3 separate regions of the Sus scrofa genome follow, and regions 1 and 3 are each linked to region 2. Evidence: chromatin contacts called from public HiChIP or PLAC-seq and promoter capture Hi-C data. All regions are on one chromosome and are shown on one strand. The core of a region is the stretch at or near the end of the contact, and the rest is flanking DNA. Distances in the headings are between cores, read along the strand shown. Region 1 holds the start of NEU3 (sialidase-3). Region 2 holds the start of TPBGL (trophoblast glycoprotein-like). Region 3 holds the start of XRRA1 (X-ray radiation resistance-associated protein 1).

Region 1 (4,280 bases), core at 477-2,976, 190 kb after region 2:
TGCTGCTCCATATAATCATCTTTCAACCAAGCCCTGCCTGTTTTCTTACTGGGAGAAAATATAGCATAGTATGGACTTTGAAATCCAAATGGCTTTCACACTTACTAGCAAATCTTTTTACCTCTAAGCCTGTTTCCTCAATTGTAATGGAGGTAATACCATCTATTTCTCCAGCTTTAAGAACAATGTTGGAGTTCCCTTGTGTCTCAGCTCTAACAAACCTGACTAATATCCATAAAGATGAGGTTCTGATCCCTGGCCTTGATCAGTGGATTAAAGATCTGGCCAAGAGCTGCGGTGTAGGTCGTAGATGCTGCTCGAATCCAGTGTTGCTGTGGCTGTGCTGTAGTTTGGCAGCTGTAACGGTGATTCAACCCCTAGCCTGGGAACTTCCACATGCCGTGGGTGCAGCCTTAAAAAGGAAAAAAAAAAAACAAAAAAAAAACAACAGACATATGAAAAGATACTGAACACTGGTATAATTAGGGAAATGCAAGTCAAGACGATATTGCTATCATTTCCTATCAGGATGGCAACTATCAAAAAAAATGAGAAACGAAATAAGCGTTGGTGAGGCTGTGGAAAAACTGCACTGTTGGTGGGAATATAAAATGGTGTGTCACTGTGGGAAACAGTATGGAAGTTCCTTAAAAATTTTAAATAGGGGAGTTCTCATTGTGGCTCAGCGGTAATGAATCCGACTAGTATCCATGAGAATTCGTACTTGATCCCTGGCTGTGCTCAGTGGGTTAAGGACGTGGCATTGTCTGAGCTGTGGTGTAGGTTGCAGACATGGCTCGGATCTGAGCTTGCTGTGGCTGTGGTTAGGCTGGCAGCTGTAGCTTCCCTTCGACCCCTAGCCTGGGAACGTCCATAGGCCGCTACTGCAGCCCTAAAAAACAATGTAATTCCAGACTCCAATTAACTCCGTGTTGCAATCAGTCTCCAGTGAACCCTAGAAGGAGGCCTCCCTATTAACAACTAAACTTAAGGAGCACCCATCAAATGCCAGGCCTCTGAAGACCCCGTGGTCCAAACCCCTCTCCTGGTACACATGGGAAAACTCAGACTCACAGAGGGGAATAAACTCCTCTAAGGCCACTCAGTGATCAGGAACAAAATCTGGACCAAGGCCCAGATCTCTTAAGTTTCAGCTTAGCGCTCTCTGCAGCCCACAGGTCCTCTCTAGTAACGAGGGTCTCGGTTCCCTTTCATCTCCAAGTAAGTGTGGCTTCAGGCGAAGGAAAGCAAGCACAGAGCTGGCGGAGAACACTGCCTACGTCTGAGACCCCGGCCAACTAGGGTGGCTTAGACTCAGTATTTCCCGCGGCTGCAGTACCTAAGCCCACGTGATGCTGCCGAACCTGTGCCCAGTCACAGTGCCCCACAGTCGGGGGCTCCAGTCCTCCAGCCCCACTCACCTGCGTGGGGTCCCGGCTCCTCCTTCGCTCGGGGCAGAGCTGGCCGCGAGGCCAAGCCTTCACGTCCCGGATACCGACGTCCGGGAGAATGCCCAAGGCTGGGGACACCGAGGCAGGAGAGCGAGACTGCGGACACGGTCACAGGCCACGGAAAGTGGAGAAAGAGGCGACAGAGACATAGAGGACAGTGCGGTGGCTGACAGACCCGGGACGCCACGAAGAGCCGGTAGGAAAGCGGGGCGGGGACGTGCGGAAGCCGCGGCGGGCGGAGGTTGGGACCTGCCGTTGGCTGCGGCGGGGAGTCGGCCCCGCCCCTCGGGCGGGCGTAGGCGAGGCCCCGCCCCCGCCCGCCCGCTCCCCCGCCACCCCGCGGGGTTCCCCTTGCGGCCCTGCCTGGGACGTCACCCTGCTTTCTCCAGCTCCCGGTGCTTGGGACTTGGGACTTCCCGGTCCTTCTCCGACCCCCGGACTACCACCCGCTCCAACTCGGGCCCAACTTCAGTCTCCGACGAGCGCTCCGCTCCCTGGCTCCGCCCCACCCCCTTCCACTTCCTCACCCTCGTCTTCAGTCCCCTGGCCTCGCGCTCTCACCTATTGGCTGCGGGTTTGTTGCTAAGTATCACCGCCTAAAACTTCCCTGAACAGCTTGAGAGTTGAGCAAAGGTTCCAGGTTTCGGAGGTGACTCCGCCAAAAGGTTCAGAGATGCAGAGCATTGGGCAGCCCACCCTTTAAAAAAATGATAGATATTATTTTTATATATGCGTGTGTGTGCGTATATAAAAATGTATGAGAAAAAATAGTATAGGTTATAACACGCTGAATAAAATAAAACCCCGTGAGTTCATACTGTTAAGCGCAAATGAGTAAAGAGGAGGGAAAGGACAGCTCTTCCTTTGGTAGATTTCCAATTATTGAATGTAGCACGTGCCTGAATACAGAATGGCTTATGTTGAACACCTGGTTTCCTTTTGGGAGTTTGGAATTTTGATACATGCCAGGCGACAGTGCCCACATGGCCAACCTCCAATGAACACCAGGTACGGAGTCTCTCATGGGTACTCTAGGCAGGAACGTGGCACACACGCTGCATTGCATTGCTCGGGGAAATTGTGCTTAGTGTTGGAACCGAGCTACTGCTCTGGGGGGGTCTTAGGCACACAAGCCTTTCTGATTGTTCTTAGGGAATAAGCCTGAGCCTCCATGACCTTCCCTGAGTTCCAAAGGGCAGTTGCTAATCAGGGAAGGGAAGGGAGGCAGAGACCCGAGAGGAGCAGTGCAGCCCTGGGGCAGGGCCCTGGTTCCTCCTTAAGGAATATACATAATAACAATTTTGAGCCTTTCTGTAGAACTAAAACCCCCAACAAATAACTTTTTTTTTTTTTTTTTCCTTTTTGTTCCCAGGCTAGGGGTCTAATCGGAGCTGTAGCCACCAGCCTACACCAGAGCCACAGCAACTCGGGATCTGAGCCGAATCTGCGACATATACAGCTCACGGCAACGCCGGATCCTTAACCCACTGAGCAAGGCCAGGCATCAAACCCGCAACCTCATGGTTCCTAGTTGGATTCGTTAACCACTGAGCCACGACAGGAACTCCCAGTGTTCGGTATCTTTTCATATGTTTGTAAAAATATAATACTGAGGCAGAATAATAACTCAAGATAGTCAGTGGAGGAGCATGGGCTTCATTTTTTGATATGACTGTTGATTAACATTTGTGGTTTAAGGGCTTCAGGGAATAACATCCCACAGGCCTTTCCTCTCCTCCCCAGGCGACCGTCGGTACCCCTCCACCGGGCCCCCCCCCCAGGCGGTCTGATGCACGAGGTTATCGGCGCGGGGGCGTCGCCGCGGGGAGGACGCGGGAGTGGGTCGGACACTTTATTTATACAGCGCTTTTACAATATTTTTAAATATCCAACCAGTCATCAAACTTCGAGAGGCTTGTGATTAATTTTAGTTGTTCTGGTTATGTTTGTCTGTCTCTGGTGGACATATTACCAGATATAATCAGGATTCAACATTTGTGCACGCCGATCTACTGGTCGTTAGGCGATTGACTTCTCTTTTTATCTTATGCAGCAGGTTACAGAGCAAAAGCAGTAGAGCAGTTCAGAAGTTCAACATAGAGCACATACTCAGGCTGTTCCCTTCACAAATTTTACAGACAGAAAGCAGCCTAAAAAGCAAAAGTATGATTTACTATAGGAACAGGTCTGGAATCGAGGCATTAAGCTTCTTAACTCCTGGTTGGGAGTCAGTTGCATTTCATCTTCAGACATAACCCCCTGTGACTCAGTTTACGGGAAGAAAAGGGCAAAGAAACCCTGAGACTTAGGGGACATGTCCACCCCTAAGACCCCTATTGAACAAGCACTAATAGAGGTAACTGGGCAAGGGCAATGGGAGAAAACCACAGCTTTCTGGACCTCATATTGGTAACCCCCATCTTTATGGGATTAAAAACACCTATAGGACAATAGAGAGGGGGACTCATCTTCCCCCTCCCAGCTGTCCTGGGAGCTGTTTGCTTTCCTGTAATAAAGACTTTGCTTGCTTGCTGCCTGTGTGTTCTCAAAATTCATTCTTTGGCTCTGTGAACAAGAACCTGGATTTGGTAACATCTTTCTGGCATCAATACCATAATTGGTAATGACACATGTATGAAGAAAATGCACAGGTTGTTCCTGTCGTGGCTCAGCAGTCACAAACCTGACCAGTACCCAGGACCTGGCTTGATCCCTATACTTGCTCAGGAGGTTAAGGATCTGGCATTGCCACGAGCTGTGTGTGGTGTAGATCACAGATGCAGCTCAGATCTGGAGTTGCTGTGGCTGTGGCTAGGCTGGCAGCTGTAG
Region 2 (4,388 bases), core at 1,150-3,649:
GCTTCACTTTCCTGGCTGGAGCGGGAGGGGTCAGGCGGGGAGCCGAGCCCCCCGCCCCCGGTGCCCTCCTCGCCCTGCGCACCGGCCTCCGACTTCCGCGGCGGTGCCGGGCTCCGAGCCGAGTGGGCAGGGTTTGCCTCCCCCCTCCCCGCCTCCTGGCCTCCTCCTCCGCCCCCAGTGGTGTCTCCGCGCCCTCCTTGCAGAGAGGCGGAGTGGGAGGCTCCCGAGAACCAGGGCTTTTGGCTGCCGCTCTCTGTCGCTCTCTCCTCTGCCTCCTCGGCTTCTGGGCTGCTGAGAAGTTTGGCTCCGAGGTTCTGACTTGCCTCCGCTTCATCTCCCCCTACCCGCCGCGTTTAAGCTGGTTCCTCCCTCTCCGGCACGTGTGGGGCGGGGCCCGCCCGGGCGGGGAGGGCTGGCAGGTGGGTCAGCATCACCGAGAGAGAAACTGGGGGGAAGACGTTCGAGTTCCTCCGACCAGCGCAGGCAGGGATGAGGGGTGGGCTGGGCAAGAACCTCATTTTTCCGCCTCTTCCTAATCCCTGTGATCAAGCAGAAGGCTGCGCTAGGAGGAGGAAAATCCCCAGCCTCAGCCCCCTCCTCTGCGACCCCAGTTACATCAGGCCTGGCTGGGTCGACACCCCTGCAAGTCCCGCGAGACCACCTTCTTCTCCAGCCCCACCCCATCCACCCCGAGGAAGTCGGCAGCATCCCCTGCCTTCTCCCCACCCCTCCTCCCCCAACTCACTGGCTTCTCTGCCCGAGTTCTGGCATCTGATTTCCTCCACCAGGCTGGACTCCTCCCCCAAGCCCTCGCCTAGGCCCTGGGACTCAGTGGGTGTGGTGATTCAGCTCTTTGCCATCCCCTGCCCCAAGACCTGGGGACCCCTGCTAGATGGTTCTGGGTCTCAGGACCTGAGGGTTGGATGCCTGCCCCTCCTCCCCTCCAGGGTACCCCACCTATACATGGTGAATGCCTCGGAGAGTTCTGGGCTCCAGAGGTTGTCCAAACAGAAACAGTTTTGCAGCATGGAGTAGGGGTCTCAGAGGGGCTGGGCTGAGCTGTTTTTAGGTTTGTTTTGTTCTGGATTTTTTTTTTTTTTTTTTTCCCCAGAACTGGGAAGCTCAGGACCTGATTTAAAGAGACAGGCTCCTGAGAAGGGAACACTCTTGGCCTTGGCATGAATTATTCAGGCTAGAGAGGCTGACACTTGATCTGAAGGCCCTTCTGGTATCAGCAGAATTAGTTGGGATAAAGGCTCTGTGCCGCCCCCCACCTCCCCGCCCCCGAAGAATCAGTCAGTCTCTTTCTTCTGAATTAGGATTGGTTGTTGAGTTGACTCCTTCCGTGAGGTTATATTTAACTGATCCACCGACAGGGCGATACCACTTAAGGAGAAGAGGTAGACCCTGTGGTGGCCTGGGTCTCAGGCAAGGGCCAGTGTTAAGGAGCAGGGCTTTTGATGCTGGGGGTGGAGGGTAGCCCTCCTCTTCCCCTCCCCTCTCCGTCCCCGTCATCACTCCCAGGTATTGGCAGAAGAGAATAGTAACTTGCACATGCATATCGGCGTGTCCGATGGATGTACATGCGAGGTTGCACATGTACAGTAGAAGCTTGACACATAAAGAGACCTAGGTGTGTCCACATGTGAGCACACAGCCTCATGCTCACTTGGTGTGCATACACATGCATAGGAAGGCTTGCACAAGCTTGTGCACAGCTCCAGGCAGGCTCAGGTGTGCCTCTTACAAGTCCATGCAGGCTCATTCACACACGGGCACATATGGACATAGATTTGAGAGCATCCTGATATGTGTCTGTAGACCCATAAGCACATACATATTTGAACATTCGTACTTCTGGATCCATGCAGGTGTTTGGGTGTGTTCTCAGAGGGGCACGCTTATGGGCCGATGCATGGAAGCACGTGCATCCAGAGGTTGCCCAACTCACTCTGACTGAGCCCACTTCTGCCGGCCACCATGCCCCTGGTCTGTGGAGTTAACAGGGCGTGGTGTCCTTTCTCATGTGGGCACAAGGACTCAAACAGATGCTGTTGAGGCTGAGCTCTCAGCTCTTGCCCCAGTCCCAGCCATGGCCCATGGCAGCTCTAAGCCCCAGCTCGGACATCTTCCTCAGTGGGAGGCACTGGCTCTTCTGCACTATTGTGTTTTCAGTACAAGGACTAGCATGAGACTGGGCAGTACATGTTTGCAGATGAATGAAAAGTTATTTGCCTCCTTGTCCTGCTGCATGGAGCCCCTTCTGCCTCCAGCCACTAAGAAATCACAGACCAACTGCCAAGGCCACACCTCCCTCCACAGGCCCCATGGTGGCTGGTTTCTGATTGGCTGATGGCTCTCCTGGAAAAGGCCTGCAGAGGAGCAGGCAGCTTTGCTTGGTGGGGGGGTGGGGTGCAGGTGCTAGACACCTCCTTTGGGGAAGGGAGGTCTAGCGAGAACCTAGCACCATCAGGAGCCAGAGAACAAGGCAATGACTATTTTATAAATGGGAAGGAGAGCCCAGAGGGTCAGGGACTTGCCCCAAAGCCTGTGGTCCTCAGGGCTTTGCCTGGAAATCTGGCCCCAGGGTCCTTTCCCAGGGCTTTGTCCAAGGTGGTAGCTGTGTCTGAGCGGGGCCAGCACCACAGGGAAATCTCACCCTGACCCCAGGAATCTGAAGCTAAGAACAGATGCCAGGGTGGGTCTGCTGTGACCTTGGGCCTCTCTTCACCCCTGGACTGTCGGCTTCTACTTCTGCAAAGAACGTGGGCTTCTGAATTCCTGGTCGTTTCAGAGCTATTGGGATATTATGAAAGGAAAATATTTTGAAACAAGAAACACTGTGTCATTAGGGCCCGGGGCCTGGCACCCATGTAACTCTGCATGAAGCACCGCCCTTTTGGGGACTCATTAGCTCCCATGTCGTTTTGCTCTGTTCCATCTTCCTTCATCCCCCGATACCACAAATTCATGGTAGCTGCTAACAGGGACAAGTCTGCAGGTGCTGTCTCTGCCTGTGCCTCCACCCTGCCTTCCCCCCATCTCCTGTTTGTGCAGGTGTTCCTCTCCTCTGTCCAGGACCCCATGGACCCAAGTTTGTGAGTCATTTGGGGGTGTCTGTTCTCTGGGGGAACAGCCCTCTCCCTTTCTGGGGTTGTCCGTGTTTGGCATGCAGTAGGTGTTCAGTAAATGTATGTCCAAACTACAGAACATTAGAGAACAGGTAAGCAGTTGGAAAGATAGTGTTAATATCAGAAAGAGGCTTCTCCACCCCAAACTGATCAATAAACAGTGCAACTCCAGCTAAAAAAAAAAAAGTCTCTGTCCAGTAGCTTCTGAGGCTGTGTGTCTGTTCTCTGATGCATCCAGTGGGTTTTTCTCACTCTTTGCCCCACGTGGGCACTCTCTGCCCTCCCCTGGATGTTATTTCTCCACTCAGGCCTTCTGCCCCTTCTGCTTGAGCTCTTTCCTCCTCCAGGGAGCCTTCTTGGCTTCTTCTCTCTCCTTGAACTTCACGTAGTGATCAGAGGGGGAGAGGTCCCCTGAGCCCCCTGAGGGTTGGCAGTTGGAACTCGGGCCCAGTTGTCGGCTCAGAGCTCAGCGTGCAGAGGGCCCCAGGGAACACTTACTAAATGCAGTACTGATTGAGAGATCTCTGGCTCCGTCCACCCTGTGAAGCAGGCTAGGTGAGGACCCCCCCCCCCACCCCCATCTACACTTGACTCAGGAGACAGCTTCCCAGAAAGGTTAAGTGCTTTCCCCAAGGTTGCACAGCTGACCAGGGCCTGAGCCTGCCAGCAGCTCGGGTTTCCTGTTCGTTCATCTCCCTTGCCGCAGCCCTCCCCATCCTAGATCCTCTCTCTAGGGAGTGTGACTGGGTCAGATCCCAGGGGAGCCTGTGGGCCAAGAGCTCAGGCCCTCAGGGTTTTCTTAGGACTCAGCAAACGAGTCACCCCAGCCCCGCCCAGGCAGAGTGATCCGCTGCCCTGGGCTGGAGTGACAGGCCCCATGTCAGCCCCACTGGACCCCAGTTCTTGAATCTGTTATCCCACAGGGTCTCAGGGCCCCCCTCAGCTTTCCAAGGCGCTGTCCCTCCCCTAAACTCCAGCTCCTACCCTGGATCCCCTTTCTCCCGGCAGAGACCCTGCTCTCTGGAAGCTCCTCTAGGCTTTGGTACAGAACCTGATGAGGTTTTTGACTTCCCTGAGGTCACCCGGCAGGTAGCGCTGCCCCATCTGCCTCCAGCTCCATTTCTAACAGGACAGAGTCTCCAGTGCCACTGGAGCCTGTGGGCAAGTCTGCCTTTCCCACTCTCGGCTTCTCTGTCTGCAAAGGTGCGTATGTGCACAGGATGAGCTAGGAGGGCTTTTGAGTCTTGCATCCCTTGG
Region 3 (4,646 bases), core at 1,946-4,445, 220 kb after region 2:
AGTAACATTTTCCCCATGTTTTCTTCCACAGTACCCGCAGCTTTCAGACAGTTAGAGGCACCATCCCCTAAGGCCGTTTCTGAAGACCGAGGTGGCAGATCTGAAGTTTTTTCTCTGCTAAATTCAATGCTCCGAGTACTTATTCTGTGTTGATCACTTTAGAGAACTATAACAAACTGGACAAATACAAATTGGTAAAATACAAGACAGTATGTCATGTTAAGTGGCAGCTTAATTCTTATGTGCAATAAATGCTAGAGACTTCAGAGGAAGAACTCAATTCAAGGCTGAAATGAAGTTTTCCAAGAAAAAGCACCTCAACAGCTGCTGACTTATTTTCTCTCTCCTGGGCCCCTCACTTCCTGGTCAATTCTTTTTTTTTTCGGTCTTTTTAGGGCCATACAAGCAGCACATGAAGGTTCCCAGGCTAGGGACTGAATCAGAGCTGTAGCCACTGGCCTACACCACAGCTCACAGCAACGTCGAATCCTTAACCCACTGAGTGAGGCCAGGAATTGAATCTGCGTCCTCGTGGATACTAGTCAGATTCGCTTCCTCTGAGCCATGATGGGAACTCCATCCAAGGCCACGTAGTTTTTAACATGCTGTACTAGAACTCAAACTTGTCTTTCTTTTTATCTAAACCCTATATACTAGTATACCCTATATACCTTTTTTTTTTTTTTTTTTTTTTTTTTTTTTTGCTTTCTACGGCCACAGCTGTGGCATATGGAGGTTCCCAGGCCAGGGGCTGGAACTCCAGAATACTTCTAATTTCTCCCACTCTAAACTATTGGAATAATTTTTCTAAAACCACTATCTATAGATATATGCTATCTATATAATGGTTTTAGAAAAACTATTCATATACTATATGTATATAGTGGTTTTAGAAAAACGATTGACACTCTATTATATGTATATATATGTGTATACATACACACACACACATATACATATGGCTTAAAACCCTTCAACAACTTCCTATGCCTACTTCAAGCAATACATCCCCTCCTCCATCTGGTTTTATCTACTTGCCACTACAGGTCTCTTAGAGAACAGTCAGTCAACTCATTACCTAAGAAACACCAAGCATGAGGCACCCACCATGGACCTTTGCTCAAGGACAATCCTCCCTGGTAGGCAGTATGTCCCTGTCTCTCTCAAAATAAGGTCACAGCTCCACTCTCAAACATGAGGTCTTTCCTTGGGGGCAGTCACTCCCTCATCAGTTAGATCTTAGGGATCATTCTCTCTCTAACTTCTGTAAAAGGAACAGATGTAAATACCAAATACTTTTTTTTTCCCTTTCTTTTTTCGCTGCCCTGTGGCATATGGAGTTCCCAGGCCAGGGATCAGATTTGAGTCGCAGTTGCAGCAACACCAGATCCTTAACCCACAGTGCCTGGCCAGGGATTGAACCTATGTCCAGTGCTCCCAAGAGGCCACCGATTCTGTCATGCCACAGCAGGAACTACCCAAACACTTCTGTTTAATATTTTGGGTACCCCATGTCCTATATGCAGCTATATTGCGTACTGATTTCTTTTGTCTGCCATCATGCTTCTCTGTTAGATACTACAAGTTATAGACATCTTTCACCTGTATTATCTCATTTGATTCTCCCCCAAATCCTAATATTTCAGGTGAAGAAAGGGAAGCTTAGTGAGGTTAACTGACTTGTCAGTCTTCATACAGTTTGAAACTAGCAGAGCTATGTCAAAGCCCAAATCTTATGATTCCCCAAATCCAGGTTCTTCCAATAATGCACCAATGCCGTATACTTTTCAGTAATCACTGCCTTTGAAGACTGTCCACACTTCATGTTTGCCTACCATGTGTTACACACAGAGAAGTCTGAAAGCTGTTTTCAATTAAAGTAAACAATCCTGATTTTTCACTCTATTAAAATAAAGACCCCCTGTGTAACATTCCTTATCAAACTGGCCCAGGGCCCTAAAATGAGAGAATTGGAAGGAACCTTAGGGTGGATGAAGACTAACTCCCTCATTTTACAAATGAGGAAACAAGACACAGGGAAAACAAGCATATTTCAAGGTCACACAGCTAATTAGACGCAGGCCCAGTACTAGGACCCAGATCTCTACACAATTGTTACTTTCAAAATGCTATGCAAAGGGCAGGAAGGGCCTACCCCGAGAAGAAGTTTCCTTTTTTTTTTTTTTTTTTAATTTTTTTTTTTTTAAGCCCTTGTTGCTAAGACTGCATTTAAAAAAGAATAAAGCAAGAAAGAGAGAAACAGAGAAAGACTGGATGGGCGGGGCGGGGGGAGAGAAGAGTGAACAGGCAGCAAGCTCAAGAATCTGATTCACCTAAGGCACTTGGTGGCAGGAAGAGAGGGGAAAGGGTAGGGGGTTGGGTGAAAAAGGCGAGAGAAAAAAGATAAATCTTAAAAGCTTCCTGTCAGCATGTAGGTCAAGTTCAGTATTCGGGGTATCACAACAAAACGCCTAGAAACTTTAGTAAGCAAAAGGCCAAAGGCACTCTAGAATCAGTAGCAAAACTCAAGTGTGGCGGGGAGTTTGGACACCACTGACTTCAAACAGCTGCCTTCATTTAGTCGAGATTCAGCTTTCCCTGTCGGTGAAACGGGCACACTGAACAGTGGCCCCGAGTACCACCGAGGAAAAGCGAGGGCCGCAGGAAATGTGGAAATAATCAAATTATCCTAAGTAGCAGCAGTGGCCGAGGTTAAGGACCAAAAAGGAATGAAGTCCTAAAGAGGAGAGAGCCCGAGTCTGAGGTGCGTAGAGAGCTGAATACAAGGGCCCGTAGGGTCCCCGAGGTGGGCCAAACGAGGACTCCCCTAGAGAAGCCGCATAAGAAAAGGGGGGAGAGGATGGTGGGCTCGCCGCCTCCCAGGAGTCCCCAGGCCTCGGCTGTCCCCAAAATCCGACTCCTCACCTTGTCCAACAAGCCGCTACGGCTACTGCCCGTCCCGCAGCTGGGACCGCCGCCAGCCCCACTACTGCCTCCGCCACCACCGGATCTCCCACCCTGAGCAGCCGCCGCCGCCATCTTTCCTGCCTGTGCGTCTCCCTCCCCTCCTACTTGTCCGAAGCTGATTGGCTGGAACTGGCGGCGTGGCGTGCCGCGCGGAGTACATCGGGACCCGTAGTTCAGGGCTGGCTGACGCGAGGTTGCCAGCGGAAGTGGCCGCGGGGCTTGCTGGGACTTGTAGTAATCAGAAGCTCCAGCCATCGGTTGCCGCCTACTCGGCCAGCCAACGCGTCGCGGTTACTAAGGGTTGGAGAAGGTAGTGGTAAGCGCCACCGTGGAGCTACTCCGAGATCCCCGGGAGGCTCGCCGAGCTGCCCGCCTGACCGGGACGTCGCCCCCGCGGAAACCTCGGAGGCGGAAGCGACGCCGGAGGCAGGTGCGGCTGGAAACTTAGTTTCATATGTAGAGTTTCCCAAAGAAGCGAAGGAGCTTGTCTTTAATCCTTTTCTACCCCTGTTACTGCCCTTACCGGTTCTTTGGTGACTGTCATCTTAGCTGTTAGTATTGTTTTCGTATTTTAGGGAACTCACATTCATTGTCTTCTATCTGCATTTGTAGCCATGCTCTCATTTAGTCCCGTAACAGACCAGTCAGAGGAGGATACTAAGAAACTTAAGGCCAGAGAGCATGTATCAGAACCTAGTTTAGAAGCCGGGTTTTTTTGTTTTGTTTTGTTTTTGTTTTTTACATCAAACCCGTGTTATACTCCCTTTGCCATTGACTGGGGTCCTTGAACCCTCTAATCAATAGAAAATGGTAAGAGGCCAGATGAGAAATTCAGGTGAGGCTTTATTGGGACTCCTGCTTTAATGCTATGGAGCAAAAATAAGAAACAGGTGCTCCCTGAGGGAAGGAGGCAAGCTGGTCCCTTAAATGAGATGAAAGAAGGGGAGGAAGGGATGGCTCAGGTGGTCTGCCTACTGCCTTGGTGGTGCTGGGATTATGCCCAGTACCCTCCTCACTCTTGGCACCTCAGAAGTGGCAGTTGGCTTATGGCCTTTTTGTGTTTTATTGTTCATAATTTGCCTCAACTGTGCTTGCATGCAATTATGTTTTGTTCCTTCTTGTTTCTTTGTATTTTGTTGCTCAAGGCGATGTCTGTCCAGGTGCAGGCACTCCAGTAAAGGATCCCAGATCCCAGCCTAACTCACCTTTGCCACTCTGCTTTTACAGCTTTAGGACACAATAATATTATAGATTTTTATTGCTTTTGTTTACACAAGTATTTGTTGAGCACCAACATCACTGGAAACTGTACCGAGGAATCCTAGGGGATCCTGTCCCCTACTTTCATGGAACTCCTACTCTAATGACCTAGAGTTATCATATAACAGGTCTTAATACACTATGATTTAGTACACTGCATTATTAGTTGTTTGTTTTGTCCCCATGAATTCCTCATATGTGTCCAAATGACTGAACAAATGGAGTACATACTCTGGAGTGGTCACTGTTCTGGTCATGAGGGACAGATCGCTGAGTAACAGGCAAAATACCTGTTTTCATGAAGCCAACACTCATGTGGTCATCATTATTACTAAAGTACTAGGTGCAATTTCTTCACTTCTGTGAAGCAATCCAGTCAGATGCCCCTGTAGCTTTTTGTTCATCTTTTATAATTTATT

The links. Promoter capture Hi-C pulls out the DNA fragments that hold promoters and counts their contacts. HiChIP or PLAC-seq counts read pairs in DNA pulled down with a chosen protein or histone mark.
Region 1: an H3K27ac HiChIP or PLAC-seq map of alveolar macrophages shows a contact between it and region 2. The contact joins the promoter of NEU3 here to the promoter of TPBGL in region 2. A contact is called at or near these places in 2 of 2 datasets of contacts at active chromatin or transcription factors (alveolar macrophages and skeletal muscle).
Region 3: a contact with region 2 is called in a promoter capture Hi-C map of liver, with 5 times the contacts expected there. The contact joins the promoter of XRRA1 here to the promoter of TPBGL in region 2. A contact is called at or near these places in 4 of 5 promoter capture datasets (fetal liver, fetal skeletal muscle and liver), 1 of 47 Hi-C or Micro-C datasets (alveolar macrophages) and 2 of 2 datasets of contacts at active chromatin or transcription factors (alveolar macrophages and skeletal muscle).

The regions. Positions count from the first base shown.
Region 1 is chr9:9,312,709-9,316,988 of Sscrofa11.1, reverse strand. It overlaps NEU3 (sialidase-3), which reads right to left and starts at 1,726. Exons shown (of 3, transcript XM_003482565.4): 1 at 1,422-1,726. It overlaps LOC110255399 (a long non-coding RNA gene), which reads left to right and starts at 3,683. Exons shown (of 2, transcript XR_002335535.1): 1 at 3,683-4,280.
Region 2 is chr9:9,500,204-9,504,591 of Sscrofa11.1, reverse strand. TPBGL (trophoblast glycoprotein-like) reads right to left here and starts at 2,399. Exons shown (of 2, transcript XM_021062510.1): 1 at 1-2,399.
Region 3 is chr9:9,279,242-9,283,887 of Sscrofa11.1, reverse strand. XRRA1 (X-ray radiation resistance-associated protein 1) reads left to right here and starts at 3,195. Exons shown (of 19, transcript XR_002335534.1): 1 at 3,195-3,397. It overlaps SPCS2 (signal peptidase complex subunit 2), which reads right to left and starts at 3,371. Exons shown (of 5, transcript XM_003482563.4): 1 at 2,926-3,371. The coding sequence starts at 3,222.